3 separate regions of the Mus musculus genome follow, and all the other regions are linked to region 1. The links are chromatin contacts, called in public Hi-C maps. All regions are on one chromosome and are shown on one strand. Each heading gives the region's core, a stretch centred on a gene start, on an enhancer-like site or on the middle of the called end of the contact. The rest is flanking DNA. Distances are from core to core; before and after follow the strand shown.

Evidence for each region. Hi-C and Micro-C count contacts between places; a contact is called where the count stands out from the background.
Region 2: a Hi-C map of bone marrow-derived macrophages shows a contact between it and region 1, with 14 read pairs. The contact joins two enhancer-like sites. A contact is called at or near these places in 1 of 15 datasets of contacts at CTCF or cohesin (large pre-B cells), 50 of 484 Hi-C or Micro-C datasets (B cells, the C2C12 cell line, the CH12 cell line and 32 more) and 6 of 115 datasets of contacts at active chromatin or transcription factors (DN3 thymocytes, T-cell acute lymphoblastic leukemia, acute myeloid leukemia and 3 more).
Region 3: a contact with region 1 is called in a Hi-C map of bone marrow-derived macrophages, with 16 read pairs. The contact joins two enhancer-like sites. A contact is called at or near these places in 2 of 39 promoter capture datasets (embryonic stem cells and liver), 1 of 15 datasets of contacts at CTCF or cohesin (large pre-B cells), 8 of 484 Hi-C or Micro-C datasets (bone marrow-derived macrophages, brain, cerebellar granule neurons and 4 more) and 4 of 115 datasets of contacts at active chromatin or transcription factors (bone marrow-derived macrophages, embryonic basal ganglia, forebrain and 1 more).

The regions. Positions count from the first base shown.
Region 1 is chr4:8,588,373-8,591,072 of GRCm38.p6, reverse strand. All of the region lies in intron 6 of Rab2a (RAB2A, member RAS oncogene family), which reads right to left. Among named protein-coding and RNA genes, the nearest start is that of Rab2a, 54 kb to the right of the region's middle. Within about 2 kb of position 1,357, at least 16 of the 459 cell types and tissues checked have an H3K27ac peak or open chromatin away from gene starts, as enhancers often do. A contact at or near this core is called in bone marrow-derived macrophages, where this site is marked.
Region 2 is chr4:9,114,692-9,117,391 of GRCm38.p6, reverse strand. No RefSeq gene overlaps it. Among named protein-coding and RNA genes, the nearest start is that of Gm50597, 5.5 kb to the left of the region's middle. Within about 2 kb of position 1,276, at least 76 of the 459 cell types and tissues checked have an H3K27ac peak or open chromatin away from gene starts, as enhancers often do. A contact at or near this core is called in bone marrow-derived macrophages, where this site is marked.
Region 3 is chr4:9,134,655-9,137,354 of GRCm38.p6, reverse strand. Gm50597 (a long non-coding RNA gene) reads right to left here. Exons shown (of 2, transcript XR_001784233.1): 2 at 1,182-1,645. Gm34288 (a long non-coding RNA gene) reads left to right here. Exons shown (of 4, transcript XR_881105.2): 2 at 1,831-1,891. Among named protein-coding and RNA genes, the nearest start is that of Gm34288, 6.6 kb to the left of the region's middle. Within about 2 kb of position 1,379, at least 96 of the 459 cell types and tissues checked have an H3K27ac peak or open chromatin away from gene starts, as enhancers often do. A contact at or near this core is called in bone marrow-derived macrophages, where this site is marked.

The sequences.
Region 1 (2,700 bases), core at 108-2,607:
GCAGCTCAAACCATCTGTAACTCCAGCAACAGGCATATATGTGGGCAAAAGACCACACATAAAAATTTAAAAATCTAAGAAAAAATAAAAAGTATGCCATATAGACCATGAATAAATAGTTGGATGTCTTACCTTCAAATCAGGTCTCTTATTCCATACATACTAGCTGTCTTTTTGTTTTTATGAATATTAATCTAACATCTTCAATTACTGTGGAGACATTCTCTATCTATCTATCTATCTATCTATCTATCTATCTATCTACCTATCTACCTATCTACCTATCTATCTATCTATCTATCTATCTATCTATCTACCTATCTACCTATCTACCTATCTATCTATCTATCTATCTATCTATCTATCTATCTATCTATCTATCTATCTATCCACCTATCCACCTATCCACCTATCCACCTATCCACCTATCCATCTATCCATCTATCTATCTATCTATCTATCTATCTATCTATCTATCTATCTATCTATCTATCTATCTAATACAGGCCTGAATATTAACTCCATCTTGTTTGGTACATGGTAAACACATTTAAGAGGGACTGAACTACAGAAAAAGGTACTCTTTTTGCAAAAGGATACGTGAAAACTCCAAGTGTCACACTTAACATAATTTTATTAACCTAGTAATGTGAAAATAAATTTAGTATTCAAGAATTTATAAAGTATAATTTAATCTTTAGATCCCCCTAATAAAACTTTATAAAGGACCAAATTTAAATGAAGTTGTTATTAGTATTTTAAAAGAAGATTTATTTCTATTTCATTGGTTTAAGTGTTTTGCCTGGATGTGCGTATGTGCAGCACATGTGTGGCTGCTCACTGAGGCCAGAAGATAGCATCAGTTCCCCATAACTGGATTGACACAAGACTGTGAATCACCATGGGTGTTTGGAACTGAACCCAAGTCCTCAGGAAGTGCCAATGCTCTTAACTATTAAGTGACTTCTCCAGTCACAAAGTTAGTTATTTTGTTTAATTTTTTTGATCAACCTTTTTATTGAAATAATTGTCAACTGATATAAAATTGTATGAAGTAATACAACCACCCAGTGGCTTTTCCTTAGTTTTCCCAATGGTGACTTCCTAGGAAATTATAGTACACTATTTACAAACAAAATACCAAAAAAAAATATAGTAAAACAGAATAAAGATTATTATTGTAGCATGTTGTGTCAGTTGTATAGTAATGGCCCCTTAGGCTCATATATTTGAATGCTTAGTCACCATTCAGGGAGTGCAACTCTTTGGTAGGATTTGAAGGATTAAGAGGTGTGGCCTTCTTGGAGGAAGTGTGCCACTGGGGGTTTGAGGTTTCAAAAGCCCATACCAGGTTCTCTTCCTGCAGGCTGTGGATCAGAGCTCTCAGGAAGCAGAACTCTCAGATACTTCTCCAGCACCAGGACTGCCATGTGCATGCCCGCCATGCTCCCTGCCATGATGATAATAGACTAAGTCTCTGAAACTGTAAGCAAACCTCCGATCAAATGATTTTTTTTAATGGGTTGCCTTGGTCACAGAATCTCTTCACAGCAATAGAACAGTGACTAAGATAGACTCTTAAGTGTTGTCTTTTTATAGTCTTAACACTTCCTCCCATGCAACACCCTCCTGCGTCCTGGCAGTGATTCATCTGTACTGTGGACTCTGCGTTCATCACCTGAAGGAAAGAGGGCAGAAGAAATCACACAGTGGACAAGGCTTAGTGTTTAAGTGAGTTTAGTTACCTGGAGCTTCATCCAGTATTTTCATATAACAACAGTTTTTCCTATTTTATATTTTAGTAAGGAAGTTTCCTTAGACCCAAAAGGTGCTTGCTAGGTTATTTCTAGCTTGGGAGTGTTATGAATGAAGCTGTTATGAATATCGGCCTATAGGTTGCTGTGCAGACAATCATTTCTCTTAAGTGCCCATGGGTATAATTGCTATGTTGACTGGGAGCTCCATTTTAGTGTAGACTGCTGAGGTGTTTTCTAGAGTGGCTGTGTTACTCAGTCCTACCATCCATGTGAGTGCTCTCCACCAGCATATGGTACAGTCATCCCTGGTCATCTGGGCTACTTTGATCCCTATCTCCTTAAAGCCTCATTTGTTTGAGACAATGTCTTGCTATGGAGCACTGGCAGGTATGGAACTTAAAATGCAGACCAGTCTCCAGTAGGGGTCATCTGCCTCTGCCTGAGTGCTAGGATTAAGGCGAACACCACCACCACACAACTGATTTTTTGGTTTTAAAGTCTAGAGTTAGTCTTTTATTGGATCTGGGCTTAAAGAGTGTTTTATCTTGGTATGTAGAACTGTCATTTTTTTTTTTAAACATAAGAATGCTTTACAGAGCACAAGTTCTGAAAGGTCAATTTATTAATTTTTCCTTTTAAAAGAGTTATTCCTTTGGAGGTAAGTATCTGCTAAGATATAAAACAGCTCAAAGTTTTATACTTGCTTTCACAAACCACTGCTGAGTTTATTTTCTTGTATAACATGTGAGGTTCCTGGGGTTTACCTTCCACTGCAGGAGCACTCTTTGTTATTAGGTGCTCTCATCACTGTGCACCCTGTGCCTTTGTTAAGTCAGCTGTTTCTGTGAAAAGATTTCTAAGCTACTTATTACTCTGCTCTCCCCATACTCATATCTAGCCTTCATGAGCTCCGGTCTTAGTGGTCACAGCTATGTGACACCTG
Region 2 (2,700 bases), core at 27-2,526, 530 kb before region 1:
CTGGACTGTTCTCTGTAGGGCTTAATCCCTGGGCATTATTAGATCCAGAGGACCAGAAAGTCTGCTGTGAGCTTATGCCTCTTAGAAATGGCACGGACGCTTCATAATGATACCTCAACAATATGGCTATAAAGTAAATATCAATAGACCCAGTAAGTGGAAGGGGGAAATCTGTGTCTCACCTCCTAAACAAAGAACTCCAGGCAACTCATGACTGTGGAGAGATGGAAAATTAGCCTCTGGCCAGATCAGCTCCCTAATGGGCTGTCCAATACAAAGTGAGTCTGTCATGAAAACATATACATCCAAGCCATGGATTTAGCAGGATATATTTATATATTAATGCATATATATGTAACAATAATAATCATGAAGAGGCCATCAATGTGAGAGGAAGTGGGAGGGGATGGGCGGGATTGAATGGAAGACAGGGATACAGTGAAGTAATGTAATTATATTCAAATTAATTTTTTTAATAAAAATGAAACAATAAAAGCCATAATACTCTACAAAGGAATGATAAAATCACCCTGACAGATACTTTGCCAATTTAGGAGTGTAAAAAGATTCTTGTTAAACTAATAATAAGAGACTATTTCCAGTAATTTCAAAACCATAGAAATTCTTTTTTAAAAAACCTAAAATGTAGGGCTGGAGAGACGGCTCAGCAGCTAAGACTACTCTACCAGAGGTCTTGAGTTCAATTCCCAGCAACCACATGGTGGCTTACAACCATCTGTAATGGAATCTGATGTCCCTTTCTAGTGTGTCTGAAAACAGCTGCAGTGTACTCATATACATTAAATAAATAAATAAATAAATAAATAAATAAATAAATAAATCTTTTTTAAAAATTAAAATTTTTTTTTGAAATATTGTTCATTAGAAATGAGAGGTTGAGGAATAATTTAAAGCATCACTATTCATATTTTTTTAGTTTGCCGTAATTAAAAATGTATTTGTTGCAATTTTCTGGTCTTAAAACGTCAATGACTTTTGTTCTGTATCAGGAACAAGAGATTTAAGGAAGTTACAAAATCACTGGTGGAATTAACATTTTCTTTTTCTAGACAAAAAGGTCTGAATTATAAACTTTTTAAAGCATCACGTATCTCTCTGGTTTTTACTAATTTGTAAAAAGCAGACACACTCATAAAACTAGAAGAAACCACAAACGTTAATAGGGAAGACAGTAACGTTTTGGTGCTTCGAACTGTCAGAGTCTTTTTCAGAAAGGGCAACAGATGTGGGGGAGGGGCTGTGGCTTCTCTCAAGAGCCTTCCCTTGATGACTAACACCATCTAATCACGTTCTTTCTGAACTGCCCCTTCCTCTGGTGGGAAAGCCTTATCATGTTCACCGCCTTCTGAGAAGTCATAAGATCAAGCTCTCACGTAGCCTTTCATTTCCTGGTTTGCTGTTCTTTGTTCCTCTTCCCACCCCCCTGTCCCACCCCCACCCGCACCTAAGGTGTCTTTCTGCAGCTCAGGCTGGCCTCAAACTTGCCACAGCCCTCAAGAATCAGACTTCTTACGGTTGGATTTGCAGGTGTGAGTCGGGTCAATAGTTTTTAACTCGCAAGAAATCATAAGTAGGATTCAGGATACAAGGGAGCCGAATGATGAATTTGGAAAGCTGGCCCCTAAGCTGCAGGAAAAAATCAGGCAAGTTCTACTCCCAGCCTGAGCACCTTGAAATAATCTGGTTTTACCACAACTCTGAGGGCCATGAGTACAGGTCTTACTCCCCTGCCGTACCTGTGGCTATGAGTACTTTGTAGATGAGGCCATCATGATGTGCGGCATGTGAGTGGTTTTGAGTGACAGGAACTTATGACAGAGTCCCTGTATTCTTTCCCACAGTCTTTCTGCCTTCCTCTGATCCGTCCTTAGGAGGACACATAGATTAAGAGGACAAACTCAAATTATCTCCCTTTACCTGGGTCATCTCTGAAACTTGATTCAGTCCTACTAGAGCTAGATACTATCAGATGCTGGAACCTGGAAAGGGTCACTGGAGCCTGTCCCTCAGCCGGTGGCACTACTGGAAGGTGGTAGAACTTGTAAGAGTGGAGCTGTGGACCTCTGCTCACTGGGGATTCGAGCCCCTTTCCCTCTCTTGTTGGTCTCTCAGCCATGAGAGGACCCACCTGTGCTTCTGCATATTGGGAAGTCAGGGACTCCAAAGGAGACCAAATGCCAAATGGCCCTAAACTGAAACCTCCAAGCCTGGAATTCAAAATGAGCCTTCCCCTCTATAAGCTCTCTCAAGTGGAAAGGTGACTACCACGCCACTATGACTGGCTTTGCTCTCTTCTGAGGTTTTAGCATTTAACCCAGAGGAGACCTGCGCCAAAGGTTAAGTGCTCACTCCCCATGGGCACGGCAGCATCTTAGTTCCAATTCCTTACCGTTCACTGTATCAGCTATTCCTATTGCTGCTGCATTCCCATGTCTCCATGTCCCCAGCCTTCTTCCAGGAGGCAACTTTTCCAATCTAAGTACACTCCATATATTTGTGTGCTTTTATTTCACTATAAAGCTCAAGAAGTTCCATGCTACGCTACCTTAAACAACATAAGCACAGAATATACTTCCTGCTGTATCGATGTACGTGAGCGGATGGGTACGGTGTCTGCTGTGATCCGATGCCTCTGCACGCAGTTTGCTTTGACATGACAGCAAACATGCTTTGAATGCT
Region 3 (2,700 bases), core at 130-2,629, 550 kb before region 1:
AAAGGGGGCAGATGCTTTGGGTCCATTTTATGTCAGATGCATCTGTACCCACCTGGAACAGGTATTATTGTTAGTCCCATCTGGATGAGTTCAAATGAACTCAAACCGAGCACAAGTCTGGATTGTTTCCCTCAGTAACACAGAGGGCAGCACCTGGCTCAACAGATAATGATCTCATTCTGCCACTAGCCCCTTCATATGAATATTATAACAGAAATATTCTTGAGCTGTTTTGACTCAAAGGGGGAAAAAAAAAACAGGGTGAATATTTCGTAAATACAGGTTGGGCTGCTAGATGAGTTGCAAACATTTGCTTCGACTGTATCTATCCAGCAAAATGCATCGCTTCTCACAGGGTCATGTAACACGCAGCTGCCTGCCCAAATCGCCCAGCTATAGGCATGACTATTACACAAGAGGGCTTTCATTTACACAGGCCCAGGAGCGATCGGATAGAGGAAAGAATCAATACCGTCTGTAGAGAAATAAATCGCACTGGAAACGGGGAAGCAGGGGCTGTTTGTGTGGCAGCCAGGAATCCTCTACCAAAGACGCCATGATTTAATCTGCTGAAGAGCTTCCGGGGAAGGCTGGGGCCCACCCTTCCCTGCAGCTCTGCTTGGAGACCCTCTCAGGTTCCTGCAAAGCGCCCTTTTGACAGCCTGAGCTCAGAGTGGACTTCGCTGCCACCAAAGCCACTAGGTGAAAATCACAAAACAAAAACAAAAACAAAAACAAAAACAAAAACAAAAACAAAAACAAAACCCTGCTCGGCATCACTGCTGGTGCTTCTGAAAGCAGTATGAAAGAGATTCCTGCGACCAGCGAGCTTGCCCGCAGCCCTCACTTCACCACCTTCAGCTCCTTTCATTATTCTGTGAGCTGACTTGCCTTCTGCCTGGCCACACACAGCCTTGCTGGAGATGTGCCTGCTTCCTCGGTATTGCTATCCAGGACAATTGCATCCTTGGCCTGCGTCACAGGTCCCAGATCCCAGCCCCTCGGCCCTGAAGGCTCAGCCTTGGCCTGCCCTGCACCCCTGCCCCTGATGACGGCGCCCCCACGTGTGATTCTTGAGGATTTGGTGGTAAATGAGTTCACTGTCTCCTGCATTTTCACAAAATCCTTCTGAAGCTGGAAGAATGTGTCATCGACTGATAAAAATGCTAAATGACAACTCATTTTCATTTTGCAGAACAGAATTGTTTAATATTTCATTTCTATCACCTGCTCATTTTAGGGCAGCCCACACATGACAGGAAGGGCTCCCCGGAGAATTGCTTAAAAGGTTAAAGCTTCCGACAAGCAGCCATCCTGAGGCTCTGCTTCCCGGCGGTCGCGCGCCCAAGTCCGCCTTCGTTGATGTCTCAATGCTGCCCTCTGCTGGCGAGTGGAGCACCGGCATAGCCTGGAAATGAGACACTGAGAAGCCACAGGAGCCCAGCGGGGCTGTGAGAAGCGTGGAACACATGAAGTTTTCTACCTCCTCCAAGGGCATCCCGACCTCTTCTGAGGGTCTTTCAACTGCTCTTTCGCCAGCATGGATTCCTCTGCCAATTTTCAAGTTGTCTGCACACCAATAATGGCGAGAAGCCATGTGTCCAAAGGCTTTCCTCCCTGAAGGACTGATGGATGTTGAAGATGCCTGACAAGGTCAAATGAGGTCAAGTTGAAAAGAGCGACAGTGCATAGGGTGGACAGGTCGGATCTGAGGATAAAATACAAACGTATGCCACCAGCCACAAGCCCCATAAAATCCTCACAATGGGAACCCAATCCCTCTACTCAGCTAGCCCAACCCACATCACTCCAGCAGTCTTTCTTTTCCAGGTTTCAATTATCTGTCCTCACCCACGTTCTGAAAATGTTACGTGGAAAGTTCCATACATAAGTAAGTTGTACGTTTTGTATTGAATGCTATTCTAAGTGGGGCAATGACACTTCACAGTATCCAGTCCCTTCCTATCTGGAATGAGAATCGAACCTTTGTTCTCTGTATCCACACTATATAGGCTACCTTCCCGTTACTCACGTGACCCTCAGCTCGCTTATTGAGGTATCACAAAGTTTGTGCTCAGTAAACCAAATTTACTTGTACAACAACCCCTTCGAGCAAGACAGGCAATGCTAGGAATTTAGGCGTGCCAAAGACAAGTTGGAAAGTGCTTTTGATAAATGGGAAGGTGCTATAATAATAAGCTTAATAAGAAAAGAACAAAACGTCTAGTAACATTGTTAAGATCTACACTTTCAGAAAGACATTTAGAAAACAAGAGAAAATGACTATTAACGTTTGTTGTAATTTTCTGTCTTACTGCTCTCGTTAACCTTTTCCTGAACCTTGTTGTAGGTTAATTTATAGATTTAACTTACTAATTTATAAGTTAAATTTTGACCTAGGTGTGTATATGTAGAAATATATTAAATATACCTAAGGATATATGTATCAGTAGGATGAATAGTTTCAGGCTTCCTCTGAGGGTCTTAGAATGTGCCCTTCATGATTAAAGGGTATACTATCTTCTCTCTGCCTCCACTGGAGCTGGCCTGGGGGAAGGTCTCAGCAACCCTCCCTCTCCATTCCATGTCCAATCATAGCCACATCTGGTAGCTGCCAGGCATCCCAGCCTTCAGTCCTGGCTTTCTCAGGCCCATCCTCCACATTATGGCAAAGAGATCTGCGTTGAACAAGTGAACTAA